7 separate regions of the Mus musculus genome follow, and regions 1, 2, 4, 5, 6 and 7 are each linked to region 3. Evidence: chromatin contacts called from public Hi-C, promoter capture Hi-C and targeted proximity ligation data. All regions are on one chromosome and are shown on one strand. The core of a region is the stretch at or near the end of the contact, and the rest is flanking DNA. Distances in the headings are between cores, read along the strand shown.

Evidence for each region. Promoter capture Hi-C pulls out the DNA fragments that hold promoters and counts their contacts. Hi-C and Micro-C count contacts between places; a contact is called where the count stands out from the background.
Region 1: a Hi-C map of pro-B cells shows a contact between it and region 3, with 10 times the contacts expected there. A contact is called at or near these places in 1 of 484 Hi-C or Micro-C datasets (pro-B cells) and 3 of 130 datasets of targeted methods (embryonic stem cells, large pre-B cells and memory CD8 T cells).
Region 2: a contact with region 3 is called in a targeted proximity ligation map of pancreatic cancer cells. A contact is called at or near these places in 1 of 39 promoter capture datasets (embryonic stem cells), 5 of 130 datasets of targeted methods (embryonic midbrain, embryonic stem cells, extraembryonic endoderm stem cells and 2 more) and 1 of 9 other capture datasets (adipose tissue).
Region 4: a targeted proximity ligation map of pancreatic cancer cells shows a contact between it and region 3. A contact is called at or near these places in 3 of 39 promoter capture datasets (the 3T3-L1 cell line, embryonic stem cells and erythroid cells), 3 of 130 datasets of targeted methods (large pre-B cells, memory CD8 T cells and pancreatic cancer cells) and 1 of 9 other capture datasets (pancreatic islet).
Region 5: a contact with region 3 is called in a targeted proximity ligation map of pancreatic cancer cells. A contact is called at or near these places in 1 of 39 promoter capture datasets (embryonic stem cells), 4 of 130 datasets of targeted methods (bone marrow-derived dendritic cells, large pre-B cells, memory CD8 T cells and 1 more) and 1 of 9 other capture datasets (liver).
Region 6: a targeted proximity ligation map of pancreatic cancer cells shows a contact between it and region 3. A contact is called at or near these places in 3 of 130 datasets of targeted methods (memory CD8 T cells, microglia and pancreatic cancer cells).
Region 7: a promoter capture Hi-C map of embryonic stem cells shows a contact between it and region 3, with 2.9 times the contacts expected there. A contact is called at or near these places in 2 of 39 promoter capture datasets (embryonic stem cells and liver), 1 of 484 Hi-C or Micro-C datasets (embryonic stem cells), 6 of 130 datasets of targeted methods (embryonic stem cells, extraembryonic endoderm stem cells, memory CD8 T cells and 1 more) and 2 of 9 other capture datasets (liver and pancreatic islet).

Annotation. Positions count from the first base shown.
Region 1 is chr19:7,017,917-7,020,842 of GRCm38.p6, forward strand. Fermt3 (fermitin family member 3) reads right to left here and starts at 1,553. Exons shown (of 15, transcript NM_153795.2): 1 at 1,362-1,553; 2 at 750-923. The coding sequence starts at 909. Stip1 (stress-induced phosphoprotein 1) reads right to left here. Exons shown (of 14, transcript NM_016737.2): 14 at 2,780-2,926.
Region 2 is chr19:6,968,546-6,971,366 of GRCm38.p6, forward strand. Plcb3 (phospholipase C, beta 3) reads right to left here and starts at 1,269. Exons shown (of 31, transcript NM_001290349.1): 1 at 1,002-1,269. The coding sequence starts at 1,100. Gm52400 (a long non-coding RNA gene) reads left to right here and starts at 151. Exons shown (of 3, transcript XR_003952919.1): 1 at 151-299; 2 at 1,449-1,555.
Region 3 is chr19:6,305,167-6,308,119 of GRCm38.p6, forward strand. Cdc42bpg (CDC42 binding protein kinase gamma (DMPK-like)) reads left to right here and starts at 1,291. Exons shown (of 37, transcript NM_001033342.1): 1 at 1,291-1,709. The coding sequence starts at 1,550. It overlaps Gm52380 (a long non-coding RNA gene), which reads right to left and starts at 1,380. Exons shown (of 3, transcript XR_003952842.1): 1 at 1,298-1,380; 2 at 469-546.
Region 4 is chr19:6,933,082-6,936,012 of GRCm38.p6, forward strand. Kcnk4 (potassium channel, subfamily K, member 4) reads right to left here and starts at 1,434. Exons shown (of 7, transcript NM_008431.3): 1 at 1,267-1,434.
Region 5 is chr19:6,986,269-6,988,968 of GRCm38.p6, forward strand. It overlaps Vegfb (vascular endothelial growth factor B), which reads right to left and starts at 1,383. Exons shown (of 7, transcript NM_001185164.1): 1 at 1,084-1,383; 2 at 506-548; 3 at 22-218. The coding sequence starts at 1,143. It overlaps Dnajc4 (DnaJ heat shock protein family (Hsp40) member C4), which reads right to left. Exons shown (of 7, transcript NM_001357001.1): 6 at 1,921-2,007; 7 at 1,643-1,840. The coding sequence ends at 1,729.
Region 6 is chr19:6,839,223-6,842,002 of GRCm38.p6, forward strand. Rps6ka4 (ribosomal protein S6 kinase, polypeptide 4) reads right to left here and starts at 1,405. Exons shown (of 18, transcript NM_019924.2): 1 at 1,271-1,405; 2 at 1,112-1,183; 3 at 238-456; 4 at 30-145. The coding sequence starts at 1,325.
Region 7 is chr19:5,687,556-5,690,317 of GRCm38.p6, forward strand. It overlaps Pcnx3 (pecanex homolog 3), which reads right to left and starts at 1,353. Exons shown (of 35, transcript NM_144868.3): 1 at 442-1,353; 2 at 1-83. The coding sequence starts at 594. Map3k11 (mitogen-activated protein kinase kinase kinase 11) reads left to right here and starts at 1,576. Exons shown (of 12, transcript NM_022012.3): 1 at 1,576-1,711; 2 at 1,922-1,957; 3 at 2,134-2,762. The coding sequence starts at 2,692.

The DNA of each region.
Region 1 (2,926 bases), core at 303-2,802, 710 kb after region 3:
CCCTTCTGTCTCAACCCTGTTATTTGGCTGTGTTGGGGCTTGTCCTGCTCAGTCACTCTGGTCCGTCTTGGACTGCATACACATAGAGGGTTGGGTGGGTCTAGAAAACCTGCCTTCTATCCCTGTCCCAATTCCAGAGGCCTAGGACCCACACTCATGGTGAGATGCCTTCTGTCTCTGGCTATCGGGAGCTCATGGTGGGATGTCTTCCGGCTCTGACTATCGGGAGCTCATGGTGGGATGTCTTCCGGCTCTGACTATCGGGGCTTTCCTGCCATCCTCCCAGGAAGTGATAACTCTCATTCTCTGCTGGTAAAGTTGATGAGAAGCCTCATGGGGCCTTCTGGGTGACTGATATCGCCCTAGCCTACTCTGCCGTAACTTCCTGTGGGGGCAGGGCCTCTCACCCACTGTCAGCAGCCTGCCAAGTGGTTTGCTGGGGAGGAAATTTAGGAGAGTAGGTGCCAGGTCCCCAGGAACCTCCTAGCCATCCCTCAGGAACATAATAAGCCTCGGCACAGGCAAGACACACAGGGGACCATGTTGTCTGTCTCTTGGAGACTAGACAGAACCAGTAGGAGCTGGAGGAAGTATGGAGAGGGGAAGTTGAAGAAATACCTTCTTTGGAACCAAATAATTAAAGACTGTTGCCTGAGTCACTGTGACAAGGTTATGAGTAGAGGCGAGAATGGCCTAGAAAAGCCAGGGAGAGCTGTCATGACTGGATACATAGGGTCACGGGGACTCACTGATTTCCTCCACGATCTTCAGAAGTACCCCACCAATGTGCGACTCCCCCGTGACTCGGAGTGTGACAGACTGGGCCTCAGGGTCCTCCTCGCCCACAAACACCCTCAGCTCCCAGGAAGAGTCGATATAGTCCCCGGAGGCTGTCTTCATACCCGCCATGGCTGCGGCTGTTTCTGCTGAGACAAGGTGAGTAGACAGTGGGCTGCCTAGAAATAAGCAGGAGTCCTAGGGTACCCTGGGTAGGTGGGTAGGCTTTGGGGACACTGGTACAGAGAGCTACTGTGATCCAGTCAATATAAAACCCTCTTACTATCCTAAGTGTTTGGGCTGAAGAGACAGTTCCTTAGAGTCCACGTTGTCCTGCCAATTCAGGTTTCACAGGTGGGGACACCAAGGCCCAATACTCATTGTAAAGTACCCTGCTAGGTACCAGAACAGGTCAACTCTCCTACTCACAGTTCTGCCAGGCCCACCTATCTCAGAAACAAGTCCTGGCCCACAGCTCACAGCCAGTACTCTAACCCAAGCCTCTAGGGTGGTGGCAAGTGTGGCTGCTCTGCACAGAATGGCGGAGCAGGGGACAAGTGAGTCCTCCTGGGTCTTTCACTTACCTAGCCTGCAACGGGCTGCAGCTGCAGGTGGCAGTGGGACACCTGTTACCCTGGTCTGGCCTGGTCCTGCTCAGTTGCTTCCTTCAGAGGTCAGCCTGTAGTGGCCTTATCATGAAAGTTGTACTAGTCCCTCCCCAGGGCGGGCTGTTGCTGGGTACAGGAAGCACACTGCCAGCACGCAGAGGGCTCCACGGGGCCCTTGCTTTTGTTACCACAGGAAATGAGGGAAGAACAGTGCTGGGGTGACACCACAAAGTTCTCTTTACCCCACCCCCAGGCATCTACTGGTTGCACCTCCAGCCTGCTTTTTTCTTTTATTATTATTTTTTGTTGTTGTTCAAGACAGGGTTTCTCTGTATAGCCCTGGCTGTCTTGGAACTCACTCTGTAGACAAGGCTGGCCTCGAACTCAGAAATCCACCTGGCCCTGGTGGTGCTGGGTGCGCCACCACTGCCCGGCTCCAGCCTGCTCTTAGTGGGACTGTCTACAGTCAGCAGTGAAGTCCTTCCCACCTTTAAACAGGACTTGTTTCCAAACCTACCAGCCTTAAATCTGTCCAGTGACATGCTAGAGCCTCTCTGCCTCATAAAACCTCAATGTGATTTCCTCCAGGACCCTTTATCCCGTCTCTTTAGAGGGTTCTGGTGGTCCAACAGCCTCATGTCCATGCCAGGCACTGGGATGCAAATTGCTCTAAGGAACTGAGCAGGAACGTAGACTTTTCAGGGCAGCAGCCTACCATTAATGGACGTGGTTTTTTCTTTTTTCAGAAAGGGTTTCTGTGTAGCCTTGGCTGTCCCAGAACTCACTCTGCAGACCAGGCTGGCCTTGAACTCAGAGATCTGCCTGCTCTGCCCCAAGTGCTGGGATTAAGGGTATGTGCCAACCTCTCCTCCCAAGGTAAGGCTTTTTAAGTGTGACTAGGAGAGGCTGCTCTGAGGAGTCCTGGGGTTGGGACAGGAAGCTAGTTTAGGCTAACGTAAGACATAGTACAGCCTGGTGCTGGACTCAGCATCTTGCTAGCCCAGGAAGCAGTCTTTTGGGAGCAAATGAGGAAGTTCAGTGTTGGTCACAGTGTGGGAGGAAGATAGTGGTGTGGAGCTCAGGATTGGAGCAGCAGGAGCTGTTGTCAGTATTAGTCTCAGGCCTGCTTTCTGACCCACCTTGAGTCTAGGTTAGGTTCTAGTGTTGACCTAGCAGGTTCACTCTAAGACTGCACTGCACAGAACATCAACCCAAAGCTGATCAGAATGCAGGTAGGTCATCAGTTGTTGAGCGACACTTCCACCTAGTGGCCACCCTGACAAAGCAAACAGCTCACTCTTCAGCGACCTTTCTTTCAAGGCCATCAAGAAAAGGCTTTGTGTTGGCTTCCAATTCAGCACTACTGTGTCTTAAGAGAAGAAAGTCACTGGAGACCGTAGCAACATATAACCACGCCTGACTGGCTTCTTTATTGAGGAGGGACGTGGGTAAGAACAGGTGAAGACAGCTGGGACCCTAGGTTGGGAAGAACACCCTCCCCTCCCCGTATGCACCCACTGCCCCAAATAAAAAATAACCAA
Region 2 (2,821 bases), core at 19-2,518, 660 kb after region 3:
TTTTCCCTTTAGTCTGGCCTGGGGGAAGGGGTATCCTGGGGCCCCGGGGGTACCCACCCTTGCCCAGCACACCTGCAGCTAAGGCCACGCCCCCAGCCCCTCCCCTTAGTTCTCACTCCTGCCCCACCCTGCCGGAAAGAAACCCAGCGTCTTCCAGGCCTATGGCCCGACTGGGAAGGAACAGTAAGGAAACTCAGGCCGCCTGAGTTGAGGCCCTAGGGAGCAAGGAGCCCAGGGGGTAGGAGAGGGAACAGTACAGAAACGTGGGTGAGACGTGATATCTAGATAAGAAGCCGCAGGTGAGTATCAGGGAAGTACCTGAGAGAAAGCAATAAAAAGTGGGGACCAGGATTTATTGAGGTTCAAAGTCACTAAGTTAAGGAGTGGGGAGCAAAGTTCCCAGAGTTGGAGGAACCTGGAAAGGAACAAAGTCTCCGGTAAGGGGTGGCTCGGTGCTCCCATCTGAACAGAAAGCTCGCTGGAATCCAGAAGCAGGACGAAAGGGTATCAACCAGGGCAGGCTGGAAAGGGATGACTATAATGGCTCAGGCAAGCGAGGCACTGAGAAGAGTAGGATCCCAGTGGCACCCCACCCAAGGCAAGGATGTCCTATGCCCCCATGGGGGTCCTGTGCCAGGAACAGGGGTCTGGGGACCAGACCAAAAACTAAGAACCAGCATGGAGACTTTGATATTCATCGTTGGCAAGGGTGGAAAAGAGTGAGAAGAAGGACAGGATTTACAGGGGTTCAAAGTCTCCATGCCAAGAAGAGCCCAATTGACCACAGCTACTGTCTTGCGGGGGAGAAGAGCGGGGACAACGACAAAGTCTTCAATTACCAGGACAACAGGGGACTCAAGTTTCCGGAGTGCAACAAGGCTGGAATAGGGGGTGAGGTGGTCAGGCAACACTGAAGTGGGGGTCCCTGGCATTCATCTAGTCGAATGTGACTGAAGGAATCCTTCGATCTAGGCAGAGCAGAGGACAGCCCACTCACTTACCTCGTCCCATTTGATGAACTTACTCCCGCGCCGCAGGGTCTCCACCACGGTGGGCGGCTCCAGCTGCAGCGCGTGGACGCCGGGCCTCGCGCCCGCCATGGCTAAGCCAGGGGCGGCTCGGGGACCTACGGAGCCCCGACGGGAACCGACGGTGCCACTGCTCTCTCCACACGCTCCCGCGCGGCCCGCTCTGGCCCCGCGGCGTCAGCGCCCGCCCGCCAGCCAGTCTGTCCCGGACGGACCGGAGACTCGGCGCCCGGCCCCGCCCCCGCAGAGCCCCGCCCCGTCGGGCGGTGCCGCCCCCTCCCACCGCTATGGTGCCGCCCGACCCACGGCGGCGCCCCCTCGCGGTTGGGGCGGCGACTGCAGCCAAAGGGATGATGGATGGAATGGGGGGGGTCTTTGTTGGCCGGCTGACTCAGTAGGACTCTCTTTTTTTTGTCTTAGATAAAGTGCTATTGAGGGTGCACCTGGAAAGACGGGTGTTGGAGCCGCTCAAGACATGCCAAGGTCAGCCGGTTGAGGACTCAGGTGGAAAAGGCGAAGATAATAAGGTTAGGGGACACAGACCCTTGTCCTCAACCCGACTCCTACCGCACTTAATGAGCTCAGGAAACGTCGTCACCCCATCTCTCTCCATCCCACTCCACCCGCGTGCCCTCACTTTGCCTCTCCCCCTCCTGCTGCAGCACAGTCCCCCCTCCCAGGGAGCACTTAGCTGGCTAATGGGCCTCCCGCCGGCAGGCGCCCCTCCCCCGTCCCTAGCTCTGGAGGCCTGGAGCTGCCACCTCCTTTGAGGACCCAGGCATCCTGGTTTTCCAGAGAAAACCTTGCCGCAGTTCTTGTGCTGCTGACCCTGTGACGGGAGCCAGTCTCAGTGAACCTCTTAGTTGAACATAGTGAAAGATGGTTGTTTGCCCAGAGGTGGCAGAAGCCTCGTGGGTGTCCCCAAAGGAGGGGTTGTGCAGCTCCTGGCCCACAGCAGGTGCCCTGAAATCTGTGTTCCAGTGATCTGAGGAACCGAAGGGGCAGACCCATGGGCACCGGCCGGGGTGGGGGCTGTAGCCCCCCCCGCAGGGCTTGGCTGGGGGGGCTCCTGCCTGGGGGCCCCTGTGGGAGCCCCCCCAATACAGAGGAGGCAGCAGCAGCAGGTTTAAAGTAGAACTCATCCAGAGGGGCCAGCCAAGTCACCTAGAAACCCAGAAAGAGTTGGAGCTAGCTCTGGGGGAGGAGGGTCGGCTAAGGAGGAGCTTCCCTACCGGCGCCTTTGCCCCAGGCGCTCAGGCCTCCAGAGGAGCCCTGCCTGGCACTGGCTGTCCTCCAAATCGCCATCATGGCGGCAAACTTAATGAATCTAGTTGTCTTTGGCTGTGGCCTTGTGCAGTGGTGTGATTGTTATCTCCACTTGAGGCCCAGAGAGGGGAAGGGACTTGCCCAAGGTCACACAGCTTCCTGAGAGGATTTAACCCCTCTTTCTGCTTCCTGCCTCTGCTCCCTGGTCTGTAGGAGAAAAGGGGGGGGGGTGCAGGCCTGTCATCTCCCTCCTCTTCTTCTTCCTTCTCCTCCTCCTCCTCCTTCTCCTCCTCCACAAGGACTATAAGAAAATACCCCTTCAGAGCTCCAACTACCACCCACCTCCTCCAGAGATCAGAACCATTAAGAGTGGAGATTGGCCTCTACCCACAGGCTTGCTTTCAAATCCAGGACTCCCTTATCCAGGAGCTAGTTATCACAGTGCAATAAACACACACCCCTCTGTAGACGGGTGACAGGTAGAAAAGAAACTGGGAATGTCAAAGGGGAAAGAGTAAAAAAAGGGC
Region 3 (2,953 bases), core at 41-2,540:
TATATGAGAGGATAAAAACAACACCAACAACAAAAACCGTAAATCCAAACTCCAGTCTGCCCTCCCTGACCCTCCCTTGGCAGTGCCATGGCATTGAATTTGAATCCTGAGTCTCTTTCCCAGCCTGATAGATCTGGAAAGAAATATATGCCTGTGTTTTCCCCATTTCAAATTGTGGACCTCATGGAGAAGGGGCTTCTGTAAAGATCAAATGAGAGACCTACAGTGGTTGGTTGGTTTTTTTTTTTTTTTTTTTTTGTTTTGTTTTTTTTTTACAGGGTTTCTCTGTATAGCCCTGGCTGTCCTGGAACTTACTCTGAAGACCAGGCTGGCCTGGATCCCAGAGATCTACCTGTTTTTGCCTCCCAAGTACTGGGATTAAAGGCGTGCACTCCCACACCACCACCCCAACATAACCCCTGTAATGTTTCTAGACCCCGTTAGATGGGATTTGGGTGTCCCACTCACTTTGCCCCTGCAAACATTCAGAATGCTTCCTCCCTCAACGCTGATGACTCGATCCTGTCAAGGTCTTCAGCTTGCAGTCTGGAAGGAGAGGCAAGCCCTCTAAGTAGGCCTTTAAACAAGTTGTTCAAAAGACACCAGAGCACCCTTCTCTTTGGTATCTGGCCTGTCACCATCAAGACCAACACAGATGGCCAGAAATAAAAAACCTCCCTGGACACAGCCAGCACCTCCACCTCCTTTGCCTCCATCAGCACATCTCAAACTTCTTGTGCCCTCCACGTTCCAGTTCAGGGCCTTGTTCCCGCCAAAGCCTTGAAAATCAGTCCCATCTAGGTCCACACGAGAATCTAGTTTCAGAGACCCCCTACCCTCAGCCTTCCAAAGCCGCAGTGTATTCATGCTAAATGAGTGTGCCCATCCTACCTCAACTACATGTCTCTGGGTTAGTTTTAAGGATTTAAAGGAGATCAGAAACTTTTGGGGGTAGATGGGTGTGTTGCCTTAGCGCCGCTTTCAAACCGAGGCCAGAGCGGACTACAACTCCCATCCGGCTTCAGGGCCGCAACCGTCCCTAGCCCCTCTGGCCTGGCTAAGGGACAGGCCGCTGGCCGGGTCCCGCGGGAAGTTGCGCTAGGCTCTGTCTAGGTTAGTGTCTCATGAGGGTCTAGGTGGCGCTGGGACTGGGGTGGCACCGTGATCAGAGGGGCCTTTTGCGACCCCAACGGACCCCCTCCAACCCCGCCCAGGAGTTACTTTTCGTGGCCCGCCCTCCCACTTCCTGGACGAGGGTCGGCCCCGCCCCCGCGCGCCTCCGCCTTCCCACCTTCACCTTCAGCCGCGGCTCCCATTGGCCGGCGCGCACCTGCCCGTCCGTCGGGGGCGGGCTTGGAGGGCGGGGCGGGCGACCAGGTGAAGGAGCGCGGGTGGCGACCGAGGAAGGTGACAGCGGGGAGGGCGGGAGGGAGGGGGGAAGCCGCGCAGAACGAGCCACGGGACCACAGACGGACCGCCGGGCGGACGGACGGACGGGGCATGCGGGCGGCCTGGCTCTAGCCCGGGTTTCGGGGCTCCAGCGGCAGCCATGGAGCAGCGGCTGCGTGCGCTGGAGCAGCTGGTACGGGGCGAAGCTGGTGGCAGCCCAGGGCTCGACGGCCTCCTGGATCTGCTGCTGGGGGTGCACCAAGAGCTCAGCAGCGCCCCCCTGCGCCGGGAGCGTAACGTGGCGCAGTTTCTGAGCTGGGGTGAGTGGTCCGGGCAACACCCGGGAAGGGAAGCTGGAGGGACGACAACACCTGGAGCTTTGTGCCCCCAGACCTTTTCCCGGGAGTGGCATATTCCTGAAACTTCCTCATTGTGCTGTATCTAACGCTTGCCGTTGGTCTCCACAGCCCGCTCGCTCACCTGCACCTTACTTCAAACTCCCAGAGACAGGTACATAAGGTACACTTCCCACATACCCTGCTACAGACCCCAGACATGTTGCCAATACACATCTTTCACAACGGTCACCTCATGCTCTACCTAGAACATACATTTAGGCGGACACCGTTTTGTGTGACATAAACATACAGACTTTCTCTATTTCCTCCGTTCTTCAAGAGGACGGGCACTTTGTTCTAGGACCCCTCTCACCTGTCACACACTCAAAAGTCCTCGTCCTTCACCTTGCAGACAAGTCTCCTTACTTCAATCCCTAGCCGGGACCAAGAACCAACCTCAACCCCTTTGGAGGATTTGGGGTCTTGTTAGAAGTGGTTTTATTTGATTCGTCTGAATCCTTGGGAATGGCTGACTTAGGGTGATCCTAAACCCAATGTGGGCACTGGACACATCTGGCCAGGCTTTGGTGAGGAGGGCATGGGAATTGGGCCTGAAACATGGGGTGTTTACCCTGTAGGCGATCAGAGTTCTTGGTGCTCCTGAGCTATGGGCAGACACAAGGCTAGGCCAAATATGGATGGGGGTCTACCAGCCAGTCCTGCCATTTCTTTCTGGGGTGAGAGCAGTTAGACGGCCCTGCCCCCGTTGCCTGCCTGTTTCTCTGTGACTCTTCTGTGTTTTACAAGTGTCTGATTTGTCATCACTCCCACATGACACCTGTACCTGGGTGTGTGCATGTGGCACATGTGTGTGTGTTTACACATATGTGTGTTTCTCCCTGCCTGCCTCTGGCACCTCTGCTTGGGACCCCAACACAGGGCATGTCTGTTGACTTCTCCCGAGGTAACTCCAAGGCCGGGTGTGACTCACGCCTCTCCTGCCCCAACTTGTCCCTGCTCCTGCCCAGAGCCCCCACCCCTTCTGGCAAGACAAAGGTATTAGGCATCCTGTCCAGGAGGTTGGATCTGGGCACCAAGTTTGGCCAATGTGGCTGGTGGTCACCTCTGATATTTCTGCAGGCTGGCAGCTGCTCCTCCCTGGCTCCATGCATAAACCTGGGAAGAGACAATTAATTTCTGTAGTGAGGTTTGCACACCTCCCCCGC
Region 4 (2,931 bases), core at 184-2,683, 630 kb after region 3:
TGTAACCCCCACACAGCCTCTGGTTCCAGGTACTAACACCTAGGCCCCCACCTCCAGCCTCCCTCTTACCTCCGGAGCCTAGCCATCAGGAGAGTGGGATAAAGAAGAAAACACTAAGCCAGGCAGGGTGAGTGAGAAAATGGGGGACTTGTGAGGCATTAGGGTGCCTGCCTTGGAGAAGACCAAAGGAAGACTAGGGAGTTCCAGGGGAAATAGGAAGAGGCTGGAGCCTGCAGAACTGGAGACAGGAATAGCAGGTCCATACTTGGCTCTCTCAGTGCGGCTGTGGCAGCCTCCTCAGATGCATCTGTCCCCTCCTGCCTTCCAGCCTAGCAGGGATCAACCGGGCGGGGATCTTCCAGGGTCCCCACCCGCCCGCTGGGCTTTCGAGGAACCCCAAGGCGGATCTGGCTGCAGGGTATAGGCAAGGCCCAGAGCCAGGGAAAGGAAAAGTGGGCACAAAGTTCCCAGAAGAAGCAAGGCACAGGGTGGGAAGGGCAGCACGGATACAGCAGCCCACGGGACAGCTGTCACTTAGGGGGCAGCGGGAGATGGCAGGCACACACACACATACATATACACAGTCTGCTACATGTGCCACAAAGATCTTTGAGCCACATTCCATTCTGCAGCTCTAGCCGCGCGCTGCCCAGGCTGCAGGCATAGCACTGCACCACGCTCCGGCAGACCCTGGCACAACTAACCACCATGGGCGTGCCCGCAGGGCCGAGCTACCCTAGAGGTCCACGCGCACGAATGCGCGCGCTCGCGTACACACACACACAGATACACACACGGAACCCGTGTGACACCGCACGCCAGCCGCTTGCTCCCACCACCTCCCCCGCGTCCTTACGCCGACGCCTCCGAGCGTGACCGGCGACGGGACGCACGGTCACACCACTCGAGGAAGGCATCCACGCGCGGGAAGTGTCCCGCCCTGCCGGTTTCTCCCAGCTCCCAGGGCCTGAGATCCAGCCCACATTCCCGCGCCTGCTCCGCACTTACTGTCTGCCCACTCTGTGGCTGCGGCTTTGGCTGCGGCCAGGTCTCCCGCGCCGCCTCGAGGGTGTGCGGGCTGAGCCAAGGAGGTGCCGGCGGCAGCCCAGAGACCGAGCCGCCGGCGGCCGTCTGACTAGGACCCCCCTCCTCCCGCCCTCAAAAGCCCCCTCCTTGGGAGCTTAACCCTACCAGAGCTGCGTCTCCCTACGTGCCGCACCCTCGCCACCGGCTCTCGCCACCAACCGCCTTGAACCCAGCCCTTACCTGCACCTGCAGCCTCTGGGCTCCCCAATGCTGTCTTGTCCAGGCCAGTGAGTGGCAGAAGACTCAGAGAAGGGTCGACGTGAAGTCCAACCTTCCAGGCTGGGATTGGGGCCCCAACGCTGCCCTAACCTGGACATCAGCTGGCCCGGGGCTCAGGACAGCCGCCACACTCATCTCCTGGAATCTTCTAGGTCTATTACTGGACTGGGAAGAGCCTTCGTTTCTCCGCCCATGAGGATAGTCTGGGCCTTGGGCTCAGCACTTGTGAGGGAGAGGCCCCCAGGGAGAAGAGGGTATGTGGGGGTGGAAGACGGGGAGCTCTCTTTGAGGCCACCTGGATTTAACCAGCTGAATGGGTTGGGTCCTAGTTCTAGGAAGTCACTGATAGAGCACCTCTTGCTCAGGCTGCATTCCCATCTCTGATCCTCCAGGCCCTGGGGTCACCCCCCCCCCCCAACCATCTGCTGCCTGACAATTCCAGCAGAAAGAGTGCTAGCATTTTCTGAACAGCTAAAGCCGGGTCCTCTTCTGTCTTTATCCTTCTTTCTTCTTCTTTATATCCTTTTTTTTTTTTTTTTTTTTTTGGTTTCTCGAGACATTTCTTTACTGATTTCCACAAAATCTCTCCTGTAGCGTTCAGAGATCCCATGCTATTGTGGTCAGTACTTTTGTTGTTGGGATGTTTTGCTTTGTTTTGAGACAGGGTTTCTCTGTGTACTCCTGGCTGTCTTGTAGACTAGGATGGTCTCAAATTCAGAGATCCACCTGCTTTGCCTCCAGAGTGCTGGGATTAAAGGTGTGCCCTACCATTACTGGGTTTTGTGGTAATTGTCAGTATGTTTAAGTGACCACCCAGATGATAGGGGGTCAGGGTGAGTTACCAAACTCCCTAGTTCCCACTTACAGTAAAAGGGTGATTACTTAACTCTGGGTGCTGATTTTGAGTATTTAGGAAGTCAGTATTTGGGGGCTGGAGAGATGGCTCCGTCTTTAAGAGCACTGGCTCTTCTTCCAGAAGACCAGAGTTCAGTTCCCAGCACCCACTACTGTCTGGGACACCCTCACACAGACATACATGTAGGCAAACCACCAATGCCTGTGCACACATACAAAGTCAGTGGTTTTTACTTTGGTTCTTTCTCTTTTTTTCGTTGTTATTTGTTTGTTTTTGGAGCCTTAGCTGTCCTGAAACTTGCTCTCTAGTTCAGGCTGACCTCAAATTCACAGAGACCCACCTTTCTCTGCCCCTCAAATGCTGAATTAAGGGCATGAACCACCACTGCCCAGCTGAGGTCAGCGTTTATAAATGCTTAAAGCCTAGCACACAGAATTAAGTGCCCTAAAAATGTTAGCAATTCTGCTTCCATCCGAAAGTGATTGTCCAGCTTACTGCTGAAGTCTGAGCCTCTGCTGTTCTCTCTGGAGACCTTGTAGACCTGGCTCCAGGAGAGTCCCAAAGAAAGAATTTCAAGGCAGACTTACTGCTAGGCTGAGATCTCAAAGGAGCTAGAATCACCAGGTTTATAGACAGGAGTCACAGGCTCTAATAATCAATCCTGAGCCACAGGGCAGATCTGCAAGGATGTCCGGAACTCAGGGCAGTGACTAAACCTTTGGGAGCAGTAGGATTTGTGTACCAAGAGCTGACTCAGCATGCAAGTAGCC
Region 5 (2,700 bases), core at 133-2,632, 680 kb after region 3:
CTGACCCATAGGCCCTGGTACCTGCATTCGGACTTGGTGTTGCCCAGTGGGCACACATTCCAGGCCATCGTCAGGGCAGCAGCCACCACAGCGCTGCACAGTCACACAGCTGGGCACTAGTTGTTTGACCACATTGCCCATGAGTTCCATGCTCAGAGGCACCACCACCTCCCTGGGCTGGCATGTGGCACGTGCATAAACGTCTATCCATGGCACCACTGTGGGCAGACCCAGATGGATTAAGTTCTTATCAGGTCTCCTGAAGCTCCTCTGAGCATGTAGCCTCTCTGATACCCTATCACCACCACCCCAACCATCTTTTAAACCTGTCTTTCTCTGCCTTGTTTCTCAAGAAATGATTAAGCCCTCTGCCTCAGTTTCTTCCTCTATGGAATGGTATCGCCCAAAGGAGTTGGGATCACGCAAGATAAGGGATATGAAATCAGAGCAAGTGCTAACCCCTCTTAGTACTGGCTGGTGGCAAGTTATTGTTAACTATTATTACCTTTCTTCTGGTGGCTGGGGCCATCAAACTGGGACACAGGGGCCTGTGGGAAAGAAGATACCTGGGCCCAAGATGCACTCTAAAAGGGCTGGCCCTGTGGCTATGTAAGGGCTCCGTCCTTGAGTCAGGCTTCTGCGCCTTTCTGACACCTTTCCAGATTTATTCTGTTCCCAAGACCTTGGTTCTAATTTTTCTTGTATACTCAGACATCTGGTACTTTCCCTGGCCCAAGACCCACCAGGCATACTCTGGGAATGGTACTAAAGCCCAAGCCTTAGCGCTGGGCTTGTTTTAGGTCAGGAGCCAGGATAGTGGGAGACAAACGAGGTTCGGAGGGCACGGAGGCAGCTCCGCCCTACAACCGCCCAGGGGATGGGGTGAGGTGGGGGAGTGGCCCCAGGGGCATGGGCTAGGACTAGCGGGCCTTCGCCAAGGGGCACCTCTTAAGGGATATTCCCGGTTTGAACTGAGGATCCCCTCGACAGAGGTAGCAGGCGCCTCCCCACTTCCGCCAACCTTGAGAGGGCACCGCGGGCGGGCGGGCGAGCTAGCGAGCGGGATGTCGCGGACGCACGTACCTGGGTGCGAGCCAGCTGCAGCAGTGCAACAAGCAGCAGGCGACGGAGCAGGGGGCTCATGGTGCCCGCGGGGGGCGAGCGCCGGGAGCGCCCGCATGGCCCTAGCCCGGCGGCGTGGGGGGCGGCGGCAGCCAGAGCCCCATGGCGCGGGCCCGGGGACCCGGGGCGGGGCGCAGGGGGCGGCTCCTCCGCGGCCCCCTCCCGAGCCCTGGGCGCAGGCAGCGCAACGCAGCGCCGCAGCGACGGCCTGAGGAACAAGACAGGCAGGCGGCCTGTAGTGGCGGCGGTGGTGGCCGGGACGGCGGGCAACGGGGACGGCGGGGGGTGGCAGGGGGCCTGGCCGGGGCTGGCGGGCAAGAGGCTCATGTGACCTAAACACGCGCTCCCCACCGGGCCGCGGGCGGAGGCGGGGCGGGGGCGGAGCCGGTCCCCTCCAAACGCCCCCTCCCGCCGCTGCAGGGGAAAGGGGACACACCGCCCTGGAGGCCGAGCTCCGGGGGTCGCTGCCTCACGAGGGGAGGGGTGAGGAGATGCGTGACCTGAAGGACCGAATCGGACAGGCGTCTGAAAATGAGTTTATTGCACGTGTAGTTCTGGACAGGCAGCAGGGAGAGGACCAATGAAGGTCCCATTTAGTTAAGCCTCTCAGGGGCTTGTGTCCTGGGGCATGATCCTGGAGCTTTCTGGAGGCAGGGAGGGTTCTGCCCGAGGCTGCTGCCTCTGCTGGCGCTCCTGCTGAATCCTGGCTCTGTTGGCCCTGGAAAGAAAAACAGGATCAGGACAGACATCCTGGAGGGTGGTGCTGAAGCAGGAAGCAAAGTCAGAGCAGTGACAGACCTGGCCCTGGCCCGAGTGTCATTGTAGATGGCTGTAATGATCCGGTCCTTTTCATCCATGAAGCTGCGATGCACCTGCTCCAGCTTCCTGTGAAGGAATTGCAGTTAACTCCGAGTCTCCGAACTCTGGTGTCCCTCAAACCCTGGTCCTTGACCAGGTTCTAGCATCTCTCACACAACTTTACATCTCTCTCTATAACAGACACCAAGTGGCCCAAGTCCCAGAACTAGGTGGCACCCTAAGTCACTGGCTGTCCTGTGAAGAAGGTTGGTGAAACAGCTCTGAAATCAGGTTGCCTCTCCCAGAAGACTAGAAAGGGGGCATATTTAGGTAATCTCCATTGCTAGATACTACGGACAATGGGCTCCATCCTTTGGGTTTCTATGCCACAGAAAACTGGTATGACAGCATGCATTCGAGTGTATGGTGAGGTCCTGGCAGCTACCATGGACTGTCACTGTTATACGGCACTTGTCCTTCCTCGCTCTTTCTTTCTTTTCTTTTATTTTTTTTTATGGTTTTTTGAGACAGGTTTTCTCTGTATAGCCTTGGCTGTCCTGGAACTCACTTTGTAGACCAGGCTGGCCTCGAACTCAGAAATCCACCTGCCTTTGCCCCCCAAGTGCTGGGATTAAAGGCGTGCACCACCACTGCCTGGCCCTCTTTCTTTCTATATTGAGACACAGTTTAATGTAGCCTAGGCTAGCCTCAAACTCCATATGTAACCAAAGATGACCCTGAACTTAAAAAATTTGCAAAAAAAAAAAAAAAAAAAATTGC
Region 6 (2,780 bases), core at 155-2,654, 530 kb after region 3:
AGCAGCCAAAAGGCAGGGCCGTCTCTTACCTTGTGCAGGTGTTCCAGGGCCAGCACAATCTCGCCCCCATACACTCGAACCTCAGCCTCCTTGAAGTACTGGCGCTGGTAGAGGTGAGTGAACATCTCACCACCGCTCACGTAGTCTGGGAGTGAGGAGACGTTGAAATGTTTCCCTACAAGGTAGCCTAATCTAACTCCCGTCCCTCTCCAAAGCTGAGATGTGACAGGCCCTCACCCAGGATGAGGTGCAGCTTGGCATCCGTCTGGAAGGCGTAGTGCAGTGTGACCAGGAAGGGTGCTTGGCGAACCAGCTCCAGCACCGAGCGTTCGGTGCGGGTATGCTCCTGTGTCTTCGCGCGCTGCACCAACGCCGCCTTGCGTAGCACCTTCATGGCATAGAGCTTGCCCGCGTCGTGCCCACCCGTCTTCCGCACCAGGAACACCTTCCCATAGGCTGTGGGAGCAGCAAGCAAGCGGTTGGAAGGTGGGCTGTAAGTGCGAGGGCGGTGCAGACTGGTGGGAAGGGGGGTGCAAAAGGCTGACAGAGCCTTCTAAGGAGAAGGTGAGCCCTCCCTGGAGGGTGCTCGGTTAAGCCTGAAAAGCAATTTGCAGTGCAAACTAGCCTGGGGAGCTTGCAACTCCAGAAGGCCTGCGGGGCGGGGAAGGGGCGGGGCACGTGCAAACCTGGGATGATCAAGAGAGCTGAGAAAAGATGAAAACGCTGGCACCGGAGGCAGAGGCGCGCTCCCAGTCAGCGGAGGGATGTGCAAACCCGGACTGGGGAATTTGCAAAATACAAGAGTGGGGCTCGCAAGGGAAGATGGGGAGAGAAGCTGTGCAAAGCTCTTGGGAGGGAGTCAAAACCCCAAAGAGGCTAGGAAATCGCGGCAGGGGGCACGCACGCATAGGACTTTGCAGAGAAGAGTCCTGTCAACGTGGACGCCCGGCAAGTAGGCTCGGAACCCTGGTACGGTAGGGCGGGGCGGGCAAGGGGAGCTATGCCGGGAAAGGGTGGGGGGACCTCCCCAGCAACCAGGCCCAGGCCCAGGTCCAGGCGAGTGGGCGGGCAGAAGGCCCAAAGCACCATGCCAGTGAAAGCGGTTTCTCACCTCCCGTGCCCAGCACCTTGAGCAGCGCGAAGTTCTCCACGCTCACCTTCTCCTCATGCCCGGTGAGGTTGGCTGCGGACACAGGGGGGCGAGTGAGCCCAGAGGGTCGCTGACTCTTGCCACCCGTCCGGGAGAGCCGCCTCGGGATCCGGCACCCACCTTCGGTGATCTGCAGCTCCACGGCGCAGCCCTCGTCCTCATCCTCGTCTCCCATGGCGGGCGGGTCGCTGGGGCCCGCGCGGCTGGGGCTACGGGCGGCGCCGGTTACATGGCGGCTCCGGCCGGGGCGGGTGCTTCCTGGTGCCGCCTCTGGGGCCGAGCGGGCGCCGGCACCGCCTCCCGGCTCCCAGCCCGCCCCGTGCGGCCTGAGTCAGGCGGCTGGAACGTGACGGAGCGGGGCTGCGGGTGGGAAGCATCAGACGGTGGCAGGGTCTCCTGGCCCCGGGACCAGTGAGAGCCGTGCAGGGCCTTTGGGTGACATGTGGCTGCAGCTGGAGTAAGCCTCCTAGCCAGGTGTCTGTCCAGCAGGATATGGAGGACACTAGAGGTCTGTGTCCCAGGATTTGAGGAGGGCTGCCCACCCAGGCTGATGGAGCCCTCCCTCCCACGTGGCAGCCTTGCCTCTTCTGCTCCTCTTAGCCAACAGACACAAATCACAGCCCACTTCCTTCTTTAGGACCACTCGTTACACTCGTTAAGCTCAGCAAATACACTGGAGATCTTTATATTCCCTGGACACAGGAGCCCTAGGCTCTTGATGCTGGGCCGGCAATGGGCATCCTGAGAGTACACTTCAGAAACAGGAAGCCACTTTACATGGGTAAAGTTGCTTTTGCCCCAAAGGAGACCAACTGAGTTGGATGCCTAGTTCCCTCCCACATGGTAAAAAGAAAGAACCGACTTCCACAAGCTGCCCTTAGATCTAAGTGCCTGCACCTACATACAATGCAAACATATGGCATAATATAAAATAAATGTAATTTCAAAAAGAATTAAAGAGGGAGCCTGCAGGGCTGATTGCACAAGGACCCCACTCCACCTTTCCCAGGGAGCCCCACCCTCCCTGGGGCAGCCTCGGGTGCCCTGACTCACATCCTGCCACCCAGCCTAATTGTCCCTGTATTCGTTTGCTTCTTTGTTGCTGTGATAAAACGTTCTGACTTAAAGCAGCTTGGGGAAGGGGCAGTTATTTGGTTTGCAGGCTACAGTCCATAACTGAGGGAAGTCAAGGCAGAAACTCAAGGCTGGAACCTGGAGATCAGAACTGAAGCAGAGACCATGGAGGAGCACTGCTTATGATGAGGAGCACTGCTTATGAGGAGCACTGCTTACTGACTTTCATCCCTTGACTTTTTCAGCTAGCTTTATTACATAACCCAAGCCCATCTAGCTAGGGATGTATCACCCACAGTGACTTAGGCCTTCCTATAATCAATTTGCAATCAAGAAAATGCCTCCACAAATATGCCCATGGGCTAATCTGCTGGAAGCAGTCTCTCAGCTGTGAGGTTCCCTCTACCTAGGTGTCTAGTTTGACAAAAGAACTATGACATTTCACCCCGTCAGCTCGTCTGTGTTAAAGCATAGCCTTTCCTTTCTTATTTGTCCTTAAGGTCTCATGCTAGCATCCCAATATTTTAAGAAGGTAGCATACACCTTTAATCCCAGC
Region 7 (2,762 bases), core at 103-2,602, 620 kb before region 3:
TAGTTCACAGTCTTGATGGTAGCAAAGATGACAGCTACCACCAGGCAGTACACTCCAGCCACCATCAGGCTGGGGGGCAGGACCTGGAGATGACAGTTAAGTTGGATCCTTTCTCACAAAACCCTTGCTCCCTTGAGGGTGTACCTGCCACCACTGTAAAGAACTAGGATTCATCGGTTTACAAAACTTCATCACCCCTTCATGCAACAGTACAAAGAGCCCTGTTAGGGGTAGCCCTCTGTTTAACCGGGTAGATTAAATGAGGCGCTCAAGGTCACTCCATGCAGAAAAGACTTGGTCTTTCCTCTATATAAAACCAAAGTAAACTCTACAGTGAACTCTACAGTGACTCGCTTCACTCCACGCCCCAGGACTCAAGATGCCCATCCCTCCAGACTACACTCCCTCTCGCCATAGTTACAGGTGGTGGCAGCCTCTCACCATGTACAGCAAGAAGGGAAAGATGAGCAAGAAGATCCAGACATAGAGATGGAAGCAGTTGGAGAAGGTGCTCTGATGCGGATCGAAGAACCATCCCCCAGTGAGCGAGGCCCACACCCCCTGGCGCAGGATCTGCAACACCTGAGACCCCATGGCCCAGCCGCTGCTGCGCACGCCCTCCTCCCGGGACCCTCATGGGGGCGGCCCCCGGCCCATGCCCCGCTGGCGCCCGAGGGTCCCGGGGTCCGACTTAGATTTCACGCCATGGCCTCCCCCAGACGGGGGAGGGGATTGGTAGGGTGAGGGCACAGGCAGGGGGCGGGGCCGGCCCAGGCAGTCAGCGGATCAGGCCGGGATACTGGGGTGGGACTGCATCAGAGGCGGGGCCTGGGCCCCCTCCGGTGGCCCAGAACTGTTGTAAAGCGCCGAGCCTGAAAGCAGGCGCAGGGCAAGGGCTGGGCACCCGTCGGCGGCATCCAGAGGTGGGCGTGGAATAGGTGCTCTCGGAGTGCCAGTGATAGGTCCCTTGGCTCCGGACCGGAGAAATCCTTGGGACCCTGAGGTCCACTTCCGGGGTCGCAGGTCACTCGCTTGGGGCTCTGCGTTCGCCCCGCTTCTACCGGTGCCGGCGCAAAGGGGAGGCCGGAAGAAGGAGCCGCGAGCTGCCAGCCTGCACTGGCGCATGCGCCCGTTAGAACCTGTTGGGACCCGGAAAAGGAAAACCTGGCGGCAGAAGTGCGCAAGCGCGGAGAAGTAGCGAAGTGACGGGATGCAGAGGTATCTTAGGCGCGCGCGCAGTCAAATTCTAGAGCCACCAAAATATGGGACGGCCGGGTGAGTCGCCATTGGGTAACGACTTGATGACTGGCGCAAAGCTTTTCCAATGCGTTACAGGAGGCGGGGAAAAGCTGGAGAATGGGACTCCTCACGGCTACTTCCAGTTTGCGTTACCGGGTCACACCCCCGACTTGGGCCGCCTCTCCTTAGTGCGAGACCGTAAATCATGGTTGTCGCTTGGCTTACGCCTCTACTTCCGGGTCAGAGCTTAGCCGAAGCAGAGAGTGATCCTGATCAGGCCTGAGTAGTCGAACAGGATGACATAGGCTTTCTTAAAGTAACAGACACAGGACAAGTGATGAACTAACGAAGAGGTTGTTGAAGGCCCTTCAACTCTGAATCTAATCCCGGGCAAAGTTCTGAACGACAGTTTCAGGTTTTTGCCTCTCGGGTGAAAGGAAGATAATTTTAAATGGTTCCAAGAGCTTCAAGTGTAAGCCGATTTTGAAGTCCCAAACTTCTCTGTTCACATCCCCCTCTAGCACTGAAAAGCAGGGTATCTTGTTATTTCATATATGGAAAGAACGAATCTTAAAGAGCTCTGCAACTTCGTAGCCAAGACCAGATTTTGGTTTTGAGGCAATCACAAGGGTGATTTGGCTGATGAGAATTCAGACACAAGGATTCTTCTCTGTCTTTGCAGAGATCCACTTCGACCGTGAGCAGAGGAGCACCTAACGTAAGGCTTAGAGTTGTGCCGGTGTGTTTGGGGGCGGGGGAGGCGGGAGGAACTACCTGGCCCGCCTTCTACCTCTCTTGGCCAACCTCCCCGGGAACTCCCGTGCACAGCTGCCGGGAGCCTCCGGGAGGGGAGCGGTGCAACCCGCCCACGTCATCTGATGCTGTTTCCTGCAGGAGGGAGAAGAGCGGAAAAAAGTGAAACTCCACCCTCCACCTCTGCCTCCCGCCCCCGGGGCCAAAGTACAAAGGGAGGAGGAAGAAGGGACCGGGGTCGGAGCTGTCGGGGCCCAAGGCACTAGCCCAAGAAGAGGTAGCTTCGGCTCAACTGGGGACTTTCTCTTACCTCTTGTGCCTGGAGACAACAACCAGAGTCCGGGCGCTGACCCTGGCAGGCCCCACCTTACGGTAGGCGGGCGCTGAAGCCAGGTTCCCAGGACTACTTCGGAACTGAGGGACTCTGCTGCTCCAATTCAGCCATGGTGAGGCGCCGGAGGCCAGTGGGCCCCACCCCTCCAGCCTGACCACACTGCCCTTGGTGCCCTCCTCCAAAAGCCCGAGATGCGGGGGGCCGGGAGGCGACACTCCTGGCTCCCCAGAGAGGCGTGGGTCTGGGGCTGAGGGCCAGGGCCCGGATGCCCAGGTTCCGGCTCTAGGGCCTCACAAGCCAGCGGGGGTGGATACCACGGGCACCCGAAGAAGGTCCCCCACACATTCCAACGCCGGCTCCCTGCCATGGAGCCCTTGAAGAACCTCTTCCTCAAGAGCCCGCTGGGGTCATGGAACGGCAGTGGCAGTGGGGGCGG